Regions from separate parts of the Mus musculus genome. Here region 2 is linked to region 1. A link is a contact called in public Hi-C data. All regions are on one chromosome and are shown on one strand. Each heading gives the region's core, a stretch centred on a gene start, on an enhancer-like site or on the middle of the called end of the contact. The rest is flanking DNA. Distances are from core to core; before and after follow the strand shown.

Evidence for each region. A called contact is a pair of places that touch in the nucleus more often than the background predicts.
Region 2: a contact with region 1 is called in a Hi-C map of the N1E-115 cell line, with 2.6 times the contacts expected there. The contact joins two enhancer-like sites. A contact is called at or near these places in 6 of 39 promoter capture datasets (the C10 cell line, cranial neural crest, frontonasal cranial neural crest and 3 more), 1 of 484 Hi-C or Micro-C datasets (the N1E-115 cell line), 15 of 115 datasets of contacts at active chromatin or transcription factors (differentiating embryonic stem cells, double positive thymocytes, embryonic basal ganglia and 7 more) and 1 of 9 other capture datasets (adipose tissue).

The regions. Positions count from the first base shown.
Region 1 is chr4:148,769,777-148,774,966 of GRCm38.p6, reverse strand. No RefSeq gene overlaps it. Among named protein-coding and RNA genes, the nearest start is that of Gm42350, 13 kb to the left of the region's middle. Within about 2 kb of position 3,241, at least 46 of the 459 cell types and tissues checked have an H3K27ac peak or open chromatin away from gene starts, as enhancers often do. A contact at or near this core is called in the N1E-115 cell line, where this site is marked.
Region 2 is chr4:148,909,817-148,915,606 of GRCm38.p6, reverse strand. All of the region lies in intron 4 of Casz1 (castor zinc finger 1), which reads right to left. It overlaps Gm15969 (a long non-coding RNA gene), which reads left to right. Exons shown (of 3, transcript XR_003955174.1): 2 at 1,223-1,410; 3 at 1,989-2,037. Among named protein-coding and RNA genes, the nearest start is that of Gm15969, 5.1 kb to the left of the region's middle. Within about 2 kb of position 1,561, at least 20 of the 459 cell types and tissues checked have an H3K27ac peak or open chromatin away from gene starts, as enhancers often do. A contact at or near this core is called in the N1E-115 cell line, where this site is marked.

The DNA of each region.
Region 1 (5,190 bases), core at 1,992-4,491:
CCCATCTGGGTCACTGCTGCACCCTGGGAGCAATGACTCAGCTGCGAAGAAAAGTCCTCCACCCAGAGACTGGTCCCACAGGCCGTGTATGGCACAGGCCCACGGGCATGGCCAGCACATGCCAGGGAGGTTATGGAACGATGCCCGGGGTCACCCATCTACCCCAGGGCTGTCTTCACACCCCAGTCTGGGATGAGGACCCAGAGCCAGTCAGCTGACTCCCCTGAGGTAGGAGAGGCCCAGAGGGATGGAGACCTAGCAAGGCCTTAGAGAAGTTGAAGGTCACAAGATCCCAACATAATAAAACTGGGAAACCCAGCACCTGCCTCTCGCCACAGGTGCCCAGTCTACTCCTAGCCTACAGCATGAGCCTCGGACCTTATTATCCCCTCCAGAGACTTCTATGGGCCTAGGTGGACCCTGGTGTACTCAGAGAGGCTTTCCAGAGATTTTTGGGTCTCAGAGGTTGAGGTTGATTCTTATAGGCCTCACTCTCTGGAATGACAAACGGATGACAAACGGATCCATCTGTCCGTATGCCCCAGGGATTCACCTCAGCCCTGAACCTTCCAGATAAATTCCCTTTCTCTTCGCCTTCACTGTGACTCCCCCGAAAATCAGAAACTCTCTGCCTCTCCCAAGCCCCCCCACCCCCCCCCATGCTGGCTCAGTATGCTGTCTAAGCCGCTCATCTCCATCCAAGCCCTGGGTTAGCAGCTTTGCTTCTGGAGGCTTCTTCTCCCTCCCCTTTCCTCTTCCCTTCCCTTCCCCCAACCCTCCTGTGCCTTCTTTCTCTATGAGTGTGTATGTGCTCATGTGTAGGTATCACCTTGCTTGCTTCTCCCTGGGATTTATCACCGTGTGTGATGAGCCAGGCTGAAATCTTCCAAAGAACAATGACCGTGTGTGTTATCAGTGACCCCTCCTCCACCGCAGAATTGTGACCACAGCACAGAGGCAGGACATTTCCACAAACCCTTAGCACCACACATCAGAAGGCCCCCAGCAACCTCAAGGTAGGCAGAGACCCACATAGAAGGGGAATAGCCCATCTAAGCCCTGGGTTAGAAGGACTTCACTCTAGAAGAGGACGCTCAGGAGGGCCTTCCCCATCTCCTGGCATCTGCAAGATGAATTCATATGTAGACACCTACATTGCCTGCTCTGCTCTGAGTACCATGGGTCAGGCCCACCACAGGGTGGGAAAGCCATCTCTTTCTGGGCACGGTACTCAGGGCCTTTCCCAACCCAGCCCAACTGCTTTTTGTATCAGAAATAAACACATGTTAATAAAAGGTGATGATGCCAGGTGACGGGCGCTGCACGCCCACTGTGTGAGGTCATCTCCCATAGACTGTTACCTCATCTAGCCCCGGCTTGATTGACATGTTCATCCTCAGTTTAAGGTCGGTGACAAAAAAAACTAATATGTCTTAGGATGGAGCCGAGACCTGGGCCCAGGTGACTCTCCTTCTAGGCAAACTCTAATCTTAGAGGACCTTGGCAGCTCTCTCCCTGAGGTCCCTGAGCCAACGCCAATTTACCCTTTCAGATTCTCCCAAACGTTTTCTCAGTGATGGCTGTCATCTGGTAGAGGGCTTGCCTAATATGCCCCACACGAACTGGGCATGGCAGCTCCCCCTGTAATCCCAGCCCTGGGAAGACAGAAGCAGGAGGACCAGGAGTCTGAGATCATCCACAGCCACATGTTTGAGGCCAGCCTGGCCCATATACAGCTCTGTCTCAACGGGGAGAGATAAATGGCTAAAAGGTGTCTGCTGCACAAACCTAACAACCTGAGTTCGAATCCCTGAGATTTTTGCAGAATCTGGACACTATGGTGCATGTCTGTAACTCCAGCAATCCTTCAGTGAGGCTAGAGACAGGGGTTGACGAATTCCCCCAAAAGCTAGCAGGCCAGTGAGCCTGGGGCACCCAGCTGCGCTGGTTAGTTTTTATGTAACCATAGAGTCACCTTGGAAGAGGGAAGCTCAATTGAGGAACTTCCCAGATCAGATGGGCCTGTGGCCACTGCTGTGAAAGAGTATCTTGACTTATGACTGATGGGGAAGGGCCAAGCCCACTGTGGGTGGCACCATCCCCAGGCAGGTGGGTCTGGGTTGTGTAAGAAAGCTAACTGGGTACAAGCCAGATAACCGGCCAGGACACAGCACTTCCTGGACTCTGCTTCAGTTCCTGCGTGAGCTCGCTGACTTCTCTCGGTGATGGACTGTGACCTGGAAGTACAAGCTGAAGCAAGCCCTCTCCAGAGCTCTTTATCACAGCAACAGTGATAAAGCAAACGCCAGTGCAGCAGAGAGACCCTGCCTGCCTCAAAAGCAAAGGTGGACTGGGCAGTGGTGGCACACACCTTTAATACCAGTACTCAGGAGCCAGAGGCAGGTGGATTTCTGAGTTCGAGGCCAGCCTGGTCTACAGAGTGAGTTCCAGGACAGCCAGGGCTACAAATAGAAACCCTGTCTTAAAAAAAAAAAAAAAAAGCAAAGCAAAGGTGGAAAGCTGGCAGAGACGTTCTGCCTAACCACTTAGTTCAGTTCCCAGAACTCATATGGGTGAGAGGACTCCCAAAAGTTGTTCTGTGACCTAAAAAGATGTCACAGCATGCACATACTTGAACACACACACACACACTAAAAATTTAAAAGCCATAAAGGACCCAAGGTTATCACTGCATCATTCATTCATTCAACTCATTCATTCATTCTTTCACATGCCTTTGCTGAGCACCCACTATGCTGAGTACTGTCTTCTGTTATCCTCCAGGGGTCCCTAAGTCCCAGTGACCCCCGAGAGATGGAAGCTGGGTCAGGGAAAGAGGGGGCGCTCCACCTAGTATCGTGCATCTCCACTCCCTCTGATCAGTCATGCTTCCTAATTCAATAAGGTGAGAAGGAGTATAATTTGATCATATTTGTTTTGCACCACTGCAAAAACAGAAAATGAAGGGCTGCACAGCCGCGCCGATTTACTTCATCCGACCTTGATTAAAAGAAAATTAATTGTCGCATCTCTCAGGATATCACAGGCAGCAGCCAATGGCTCTCCAGGACACCACAAAGAGAGAGAAAGAGCGGCGCTTCGTGCCCTTTTCTCTAGCCATTTGCAGTCAGGCACAGGGGAGCTAGGACTGGGGGGCGAGGCTTATTGCAGGTTGTTGAGACCGGAACCGGACCCCTGAACTCATCCTTTCCTCTCTCACTAGCTCTGGACTGCATCCACTCCCACCTGCTGCCCGGCGCTGGTACTCCACCCCCAGAGCCCTCCACGGAAGCTCCCCCAAACCCTTAGAGCTCCCTCTTCCCTAAGACTGGCAGGTGTCCCACAAAGAAACCCCAAGAAGACACTCTCAAAGAATCAGGACCCCTCCAGCTGCGTCCTCACTCTTTCAGCCCAGCCTGGCTCCTGAGAGAAATAGGGAAGGAGGGGGCTTGGCGCTGCCCGGGGTGAGCCGGGGCGGGGTGTCACTGGGGAGAGAGCTCATGAAAAGTTAATGCCCCCTTGCAGGTTGTTGATTTTTGTTTGTTTTTCTCTTTTTGCCAGAAGAGAAGCCTCTTTCATTAGCCCAGACTGTCATTACCCGGCATTAAATTTTCATAGAGCGGGGCGGGAGGCCGGGCAAGGGGAGGCAGGCAGGGGGGCAGCCAGGGCTCTGGGCGGGCCTGTGGGGCTGAGCCCAGCTCCCCGAGGTCCCTGCCTGCATACTGCAAGTCTGAATTGTAGTAACTGCTTTTCCCCATCGCTCAGTGTGGCTTTTGATCTTCCAGCTGCTCATTTTGGTGGCTTCTTCTCTTATTCCCATTTTACAGTCAAGAAATTGAGGGTGCACCCCCTCCCTCTATCGGGGCTGAAATCGTAAGTGGAAGAGGGGACAAAGCGTCCCCCTTCATTCTGGCAAACGGAGATACAAACTGTGATTGGGGTACTTAACCCCCCCCCCCCACACACACACACCGTGAGAGCACGAGGGACCTGGAACTCCTTAGCCCAACTCCAGGAGGCTGGTAGGCAGTTCTGCTCAGCCAGGCTAGGATCGCCATGCTTGTGGGCCCTGCGACCCGCCAGGCAGGTGTCAAGACCATCACAATGGTGCACCTGGTGTGGGCACCAGGCCTGCCCATTCAGCAGGGAACAATCACGGCTAGGCTGCCTCTGGCACAGAGGCCTCCAGGGGCTGTGAACCGAGGGCAGTGAGCAGATGGGCCTCCGGGTGTCAGGTTTCCAGTCTAGGGTAGGGAGCAGGATCTCTAGAGGGGCAGAGGGGAACAGCCAGGCTTCTCCCAGGCCCGCGGCCCCTCCCCTCCCTGCCTCTGGTCCCAGAGTAGGTGGGCATACTGACTGCCTACCACCTCCTAGAGAGGGACACAGAACCTAGCTGGGACTGAGGTTGCCAGGGGGAGATGCCTGTGTGCTTCTCAGCTGGGGGATCATACAAAGGCTGGACTCTATAGCCATCCGGGTTCCAACTACTCCCGAGAACTCTCTGTTTGTCCCCTCCCACGCCCCCCCCCCCCGCCGCTGTAGTCAAAGGGGGCTACAGCTTGAGAAAAGTGGGCAGTCTCAGAAGAGACCAAGCATGCCAGGCAGAGGGGCCAACAGGTAGGTGGTAAAGAGTCCTGCCTTGTGGGTGCTGCTGTTGGGACTAGAATGAGGTGGTACACTCAGCATAGGGTGTTCACACTGCCCACATGTCATTCGAGTGGGTTTCCAGTAGCCTCTGGGAATACCACTTTACAGTGAGAAGTTCTGCCTTGTGACAGTTCTGCCCTCCTGTCCTGGGAACCTTCTGGGTGCCTTCTAGGGGGCTGTTGGGTGTCTATTTCCTTCACCCTGACAGTAGTTTATCCTTCATCAGAAAGTAGGGCAGAGACACTGGAGAAGGAACATGTCCCCTCACCAGCTATGCTCTGCCCAGCTGAGTCCTACTAACTCTGACCTTGACCTCAAAGCACCAGGGATCTGTGGGGTTGGAAATGGGAGACCTGAGAATGGATGGGAGAGAGTCCTAGCCGCTTGTGTTACAGAGAGGAAACTGAGGCCCGGAGAAGGTTATATCATCCCTGACCCGAGTGTTTGCAGCCATGCAGTGGGAATGGGGCCCAAATGAGCGTAGAGAGCCAATCACTGCCCTGTCAAGGACAGAGGTGGTGATGAAGTCCTTGTGTCCACACT
Region 2 (5,790 bases), core at 312-2,811, 140 kb before region 1:
CAGACTTCATGTGGAGGCATTGGGGCTAGGCTGAACTAGAGGCCAGGTAGACGTGGAGGTTTGCCTCTATGGAAAGAAACAGCTGATCCCAGGGTTCTCCCCTTACCAGCTGCCTCTCAACAGAGCTTCAGGCCCTGGCTACCCAGACTCCTAACTCTGGGCCCTCTGCCCTCCAAGGAGCTCTTGGCAGAGCAAGAACACTCCAACTCTTGGAGTTTAGCCTGTCCGTATAGACACTGGAACCAACATCACCCAGGGTTCCCTCTACCAACTCCTGGCTAGGGCTACTGCCCACTGCCAGAGCGACTGTAGGGCCAGCTGTCTCCGTGGCACAAGGCAGCACGGCAGCCCCCACAGACTAGCGGTGTCTTGCCCCCACCCCCACCCCCCCACCTCCCAGCCAGTTCCCAGTTTGCAGCAGCTGCTTCTCCTCCCCCAGCCTGGTTGGTGGGTGGTGGGTCTGGGCTCTGTCCACATCCTGTGCTCGGCTGGCCGGCTCCCTTCTCCTCCCTGCCACCTGCCTTATCCTCATAACCCCAACCCCAGCTCCTGAAACTCCACTTCAGGTTTTCTATGCTACAGCCCTGAGTGACACCACAGGGTCCAGCCCAACCTGGGATCCAGCTGATTAAGGATCTGCAACAGGATGTGGGGATTATAATAAAACCTGGCTCTGGACCTTCGGGGGCAGTAGGCCAAGCCTGGGCTCCAGGACTCCTCTCCCCTCCTCTCACTACCATGACCCCCAGCCAAGTTGTCAAGTGATGACAGTTCAGGGGGTCTACACAGTTCCAGCTAGACTCTGGGAAGTGAGCAAACGGGCTGGTGTCAAGGCGGACCTGGAGTAAGCCTGTCAGAATGGCAGGGTGGGGTGGGGAAAAGGAGTCAGTGATGTATGAAGTCTGCCTTGTACCCCCTAGCTCTTCTTGGGGTGGCAAACCAGCCTGATCTCCTTTAGAGAACCAATGTGACACTGGGACAGTGTGCCAGCACAGCTCCTGGGCAGAGGCAAACCAGTAAAGAAAAAGGTGCCCCGTGGGTTGTGTGAGACCCTTCCAGACAACAGGCCCTAGAGTTCGCCCTTGGCTACTGGTGTGGCTGTGGCCGTCTAACACCAGGATGTGAGGCCAGCTCCTGATGGATGAGCGGCTGAACTTGGAGCCTGCATCTTAGGACCCCCCCCCCCATCTGCTCCCCTCTGGTCCTCCTCTAATCCACACAGGTCCAAACAACCCTCCTTCTCAGATGCTTCTCCGAGCTTCTCAGATGCATCTTGAGTCCCTATTGGCACTGCTCAACCTGGCCCTCAGGATCCTAGAGGACCATCTGAAGTCTCTTGGGAAGCCTGTAGGCTAACAAGGACACACTGTGCGCCGCTTCCCAACCACCGAGAGAGAAGCAGCAACATGAGTGAGTTCAGGGGGCTCCTGGAGGTTACCTGATCCTGCTGAGTGACAGGCAAGGAAGGTGACACAAGGCTGCCCTGGTTCCTTTGCTTCCTGCACTGGGCCCATCACACGAGCCTGTATGTCTCTCTTACCTCCTTACCTGTGACTCATCACCCCAAGGACAGAGACAGAAGAGGCTGCACAGCCACAGTCTATGGGCATCCGCCCACTTCTTGCGGCTCTCTGTCCACTGAACTGGGGTGAGCTTCATTCCCACTTTACCCAGACCATCGTGCCTGGCCCAGCTGGGCAGAGGTGGAAGGGTAGATAAGAAAATAGGTTCTGAGTCCTAGAGACACCTACTGTGGGATGACACAGCTCAAACTCTCCTCCATGCCAGGTAGTACCGTGAGGCTACACAGTATACCCCAGGCCTCCAGAACACTGACCGCTACGCAGAGGGTCCAACCTCAATCCTAGGCCTGGCCTCCCTTCTCCTAGGCATCCTTCAGGGGCCCTAGTGACCATATCATTTGTGAGACGCCCTCTAGATCATCCCCTCCTCTGGTCCTCATCTCTGACCCCTGTTCTTGTTTGTAGGCCCTCTACAGTAACAACTCCTCCATCCACCTCATTTGACCAAGAGATCTACAGGACGGAACTACTGTTCAGCACAGTGTCTGTCCAATAAATATTTACTGAAATGAACACAGACCGCTAAGAGCTTCTTGCGTTGACTAGGGCTGAGCGGAGGACCCAGGGTGTGGCCTGACTTCTTAACCAGACCCTGCCTAGCTCTAAAAACCTTTCCTGCTTGCTGGGGTGGGGACTCCCTGGGTGGGACTCAATTGACACTGTGAGTGTCTTGCCCTCTTTAGCCCCAGGCTCACCTCCAAATGCCCTTCACAGGACTCTGCCCAGAGAACAAAGAAGGCCCCAGTTGTTCCTGCATTTCTCTGTAAGAGGAACAACTGTTGCTGGTCAGTCCTTTCTGAATAAACCCAGCAACTGTTTGCAGCGTAGAGCAATTTTCTCCCTCTGCCTTGTCCTTGTCCCAAAAAGGAGAAAAGGAGATTAAAAAAGAAAGATGGGGGAGAGCCCATACCAAGCCCCACAAACTCCCTACACCCGCTCTCAAGTCTGTCTGGAAATGTTATGAGCACAAAGAGCACAAGGACAGCCACCTGCTGTCCCTGACAACTGGGACAGCCGCAGCTAAGGGACAGGCTGTGAGATCAGGACCCAAAAAAAGGAGGTGAGAAAGTGGACGGTGGAGGGAGGCAAGGGGGGTTTGAAGAGGGACAACAGGAAAGATCAAAACCAAGAAGGTGTGGGGAGGGGGGCATCTGGCCAGGACCTGCAGGTACAGAGACCCATACAGCCCAGATGGCTCCTGAAAGTCAGGCAAAATGGAATGGAGGGGTGCTCTGTGGGACACTGGATGTGATGGGGGTGGTGAAGAGGGAGAGAAGAGGAGGACTGGAGAAGAGGGAACGAGGTCTATTAAAATCCTCTCAGTGCATAACACAAAATGTCAGGGTTTATAGCTTCATTCTTGGCTTTGCTGGGACTGAGAACCCTGAACAGAAATGTCACCGCTTGTCATGTTTAATCACCTGCTGTTTGTTAACACCTCCCCTGCAAGGAGCCTGTCTCAATCTGCCCCTGGGCCCCCAAGGGACCTGGAAACTGAAAACATCCAGGCTTCTTCTCAGGGGCTCTTAGCCCTGCCTCGGGTTCCCGGGAGCTCCTTCTGCCGCCATCTGTAGACTTGCAAGGAGTCCCAGGATGACCCTTCTTATCAAGAGGGTCATGACCCCACTGGCAGGAGCTGGCACGCTTGGCTTGGAAGAGCCTGGTCATCCATCGCCTGCCCTCCAGACTATCCCACCTGCTGCCTCCACCCAGAGCCTAGAGAAAGTCAGTCAAGGAAGGCCTGAACTTCACTGCTGCCAGCGTGACCATCAATGGCTACAGCACATCTATCTCATCTACCCTTATCCAAGCACACCGACTGTGGTTCTGGCTTGGTTCCCTCTCAGACCCCCTCCTTTCTGGGTTGTTTAGGAATGCCCATCCCTACTGCTTTGTAACTTCTCCCTCTTGGGCAGGGTAGATATCTGTAGTGCCAGGGTGGTTATGCCCCAAGTACCCTCCAGTCTCCCTAAGAACACTGCGATGCTCCCCACCTCCTAATTCATAATTTGGTCAAATCCGGCAAAGCACTCAGGTTCTCTCAAACCCACACAAGCAAAAAGGGGGCAAACCTAGTTCAGGGTTCAGGCTGAGCCCCACTCCATCAGACAGCTGTTTGCAAAGCAGCCACTCTGCTCTCCATAGTTCCCAAGGTAACCCTGTGAGTTCTAGCAGTGGGGGGCTGTTCCTGAACTGACTAAAGTGGTCTCTCAGTGGGCCATGGGAAGCATCTCCCTCCTCCTCCTCCTCCTCCTCCTCCTCCTCCTCCTCCTCCTCCTCCTCCACCACCACCTCCTCCTCCTCCTCCTCGGCCTTCACAAGAGTACACTGTATAAACATGAACCTGAAGACGTGTCTCCTAGGAGAACAAAGCTCATCTAGATGGCTGCCACAAGTGCTTCTGTCTGGTCTGCTCACCTCTATCTCACCAGGGACGAGTCAGTCAGAGGGTCCCACCCTGGCAGCCCTCCCTGGGGACAAGTGGAGAGTCCCTTTCTCGGGGACTGTGAAGGATCAAGGCCTGCAGCAAAGTAAGTTTTCCTGTAAACCTTAGCAGGCATTTGCATCAGCCGCTACAGTGCAGGGTGTGCCCAGGAGGAGTTCAAGGGGACAAAGTGGACTTAACTGGGATCCGGAGCCCTTCAGGGACACAAGCTGAATAACACAGTCAACATCCAGGGATCTACACTTTGTAATTTCCCCTCAACATTGCCATGTGGATCAGTCCTCAGGGAAGCCTTCCCTCTGGCAAGGATGCTCCCTACTGTGTCTGTCTCCTGGCTTTTAGGGACAGTGGCAGTGACCATGGTTCTCCTACTTCTCCACCTGTGTCTTCTGGGGTTTGTTTATTTTGTTTTTATTTTATTTTTTTCTTCAGTGCTAGAGATGGAACCATGTTTAGAACATTTTCTAAGCAAGTGGCTCTATGGCTAAGCTACGTCCCCCAGCACCTGTGAAACTGGCTGAACCACACAGACCCCTGTCGTTTGCTAAGAAAGATGAGTGTTAGGCGTGACATCCGTTCTCTGTGTCTCTCAGAAGGAAGGTGCTGGGCAGAAACTCAGAGGACGTGTGAGGTCATGTGACCCACGTCCTCTCCAAGATGTCCCAATCTGTCTGTTATCCACAGGGAGAGTGTGTCAGTGTTAGACGAGCTACTAACCCTTCCCCAGCCCCCCAGCCCTCACCAGACTGGCCCTGTTAGCAGCACTCACCACAAATATGCTTTCTGATAAAGTTGGCCGAAAAAACATTCCAGAGCTCAAAACAATGTCAGGACAGGAACCCCATGTATCCTGCCCAGGTGGCATCTAGACACCTACTTGAGGACACACCCATACAGGGGATCACACAGCAAGCCTTGGTCAGGGCAGAGTGGGATCAGGTGGAGTCGCTTGTAGGTCACCCCTCTTGCACAGGACATATTTAGCCACGGAGGTCCCTAGCCTCTCCAGGGCCCCGAGGGAGGACTGTATTGAGCAGCCTCCACTACAGCCTCCAATCAAGGTTGATCAACTGTCCTAGCTGATGTGGAACCTGGGAGTCATAGAATGTTGGTCTTTCTAGTCCTACGTAAGCTTGGGTAGGTGATGACCTTACACGGTCCACCATGTTGTTCTGAAGGGTGGATATTCTGCCCAAAGTCTGTGAGGCAGTGCTCCTGAAGTTCCTTCTTCTTGGTAAAACAGATGCCTTGGGGCCTTTTTTGTGTGCCTAAGAATAAGGCCCCAGCCTCTCCGCTGGAGTTTTTAAAAGCTGTTCCATATTACAGGCAGGTTCAACAGACACACGCAGAATGTGTCTTCTACCCAAGCAGACCATGGCGCATCCCAAGAGGATATGAGAAGTGAGGCCTGGCCTGGGGTGTAGACACTCCCGGATCTAGAGCTGGTGGGCCTGAGACCTCAGCTTTATCAGATGGACATGCCTCCTGGCCAGGCCGCCTGCTCTACGCCTGTCATTAATTTACTATTAGATGGGAAATTACTCCTCACCCAGGAATATAAGTTTTCATCTTATTTTAAGTTGCATTCTTAAAACAATTACCAGGGCATCTGGCGATGACTTCACCACACTACCCAGGCCCTGCAGGGGAGAAGGGCAGCCCTGAAGCTGCACAGGCTCCGCTCCAGGCCCTAAAGGAGCTGGAGGGACTCAGAGCCCCAGCCTCCGCTCTGACCCTGAGAGAGCAGTGGACACACTAGGA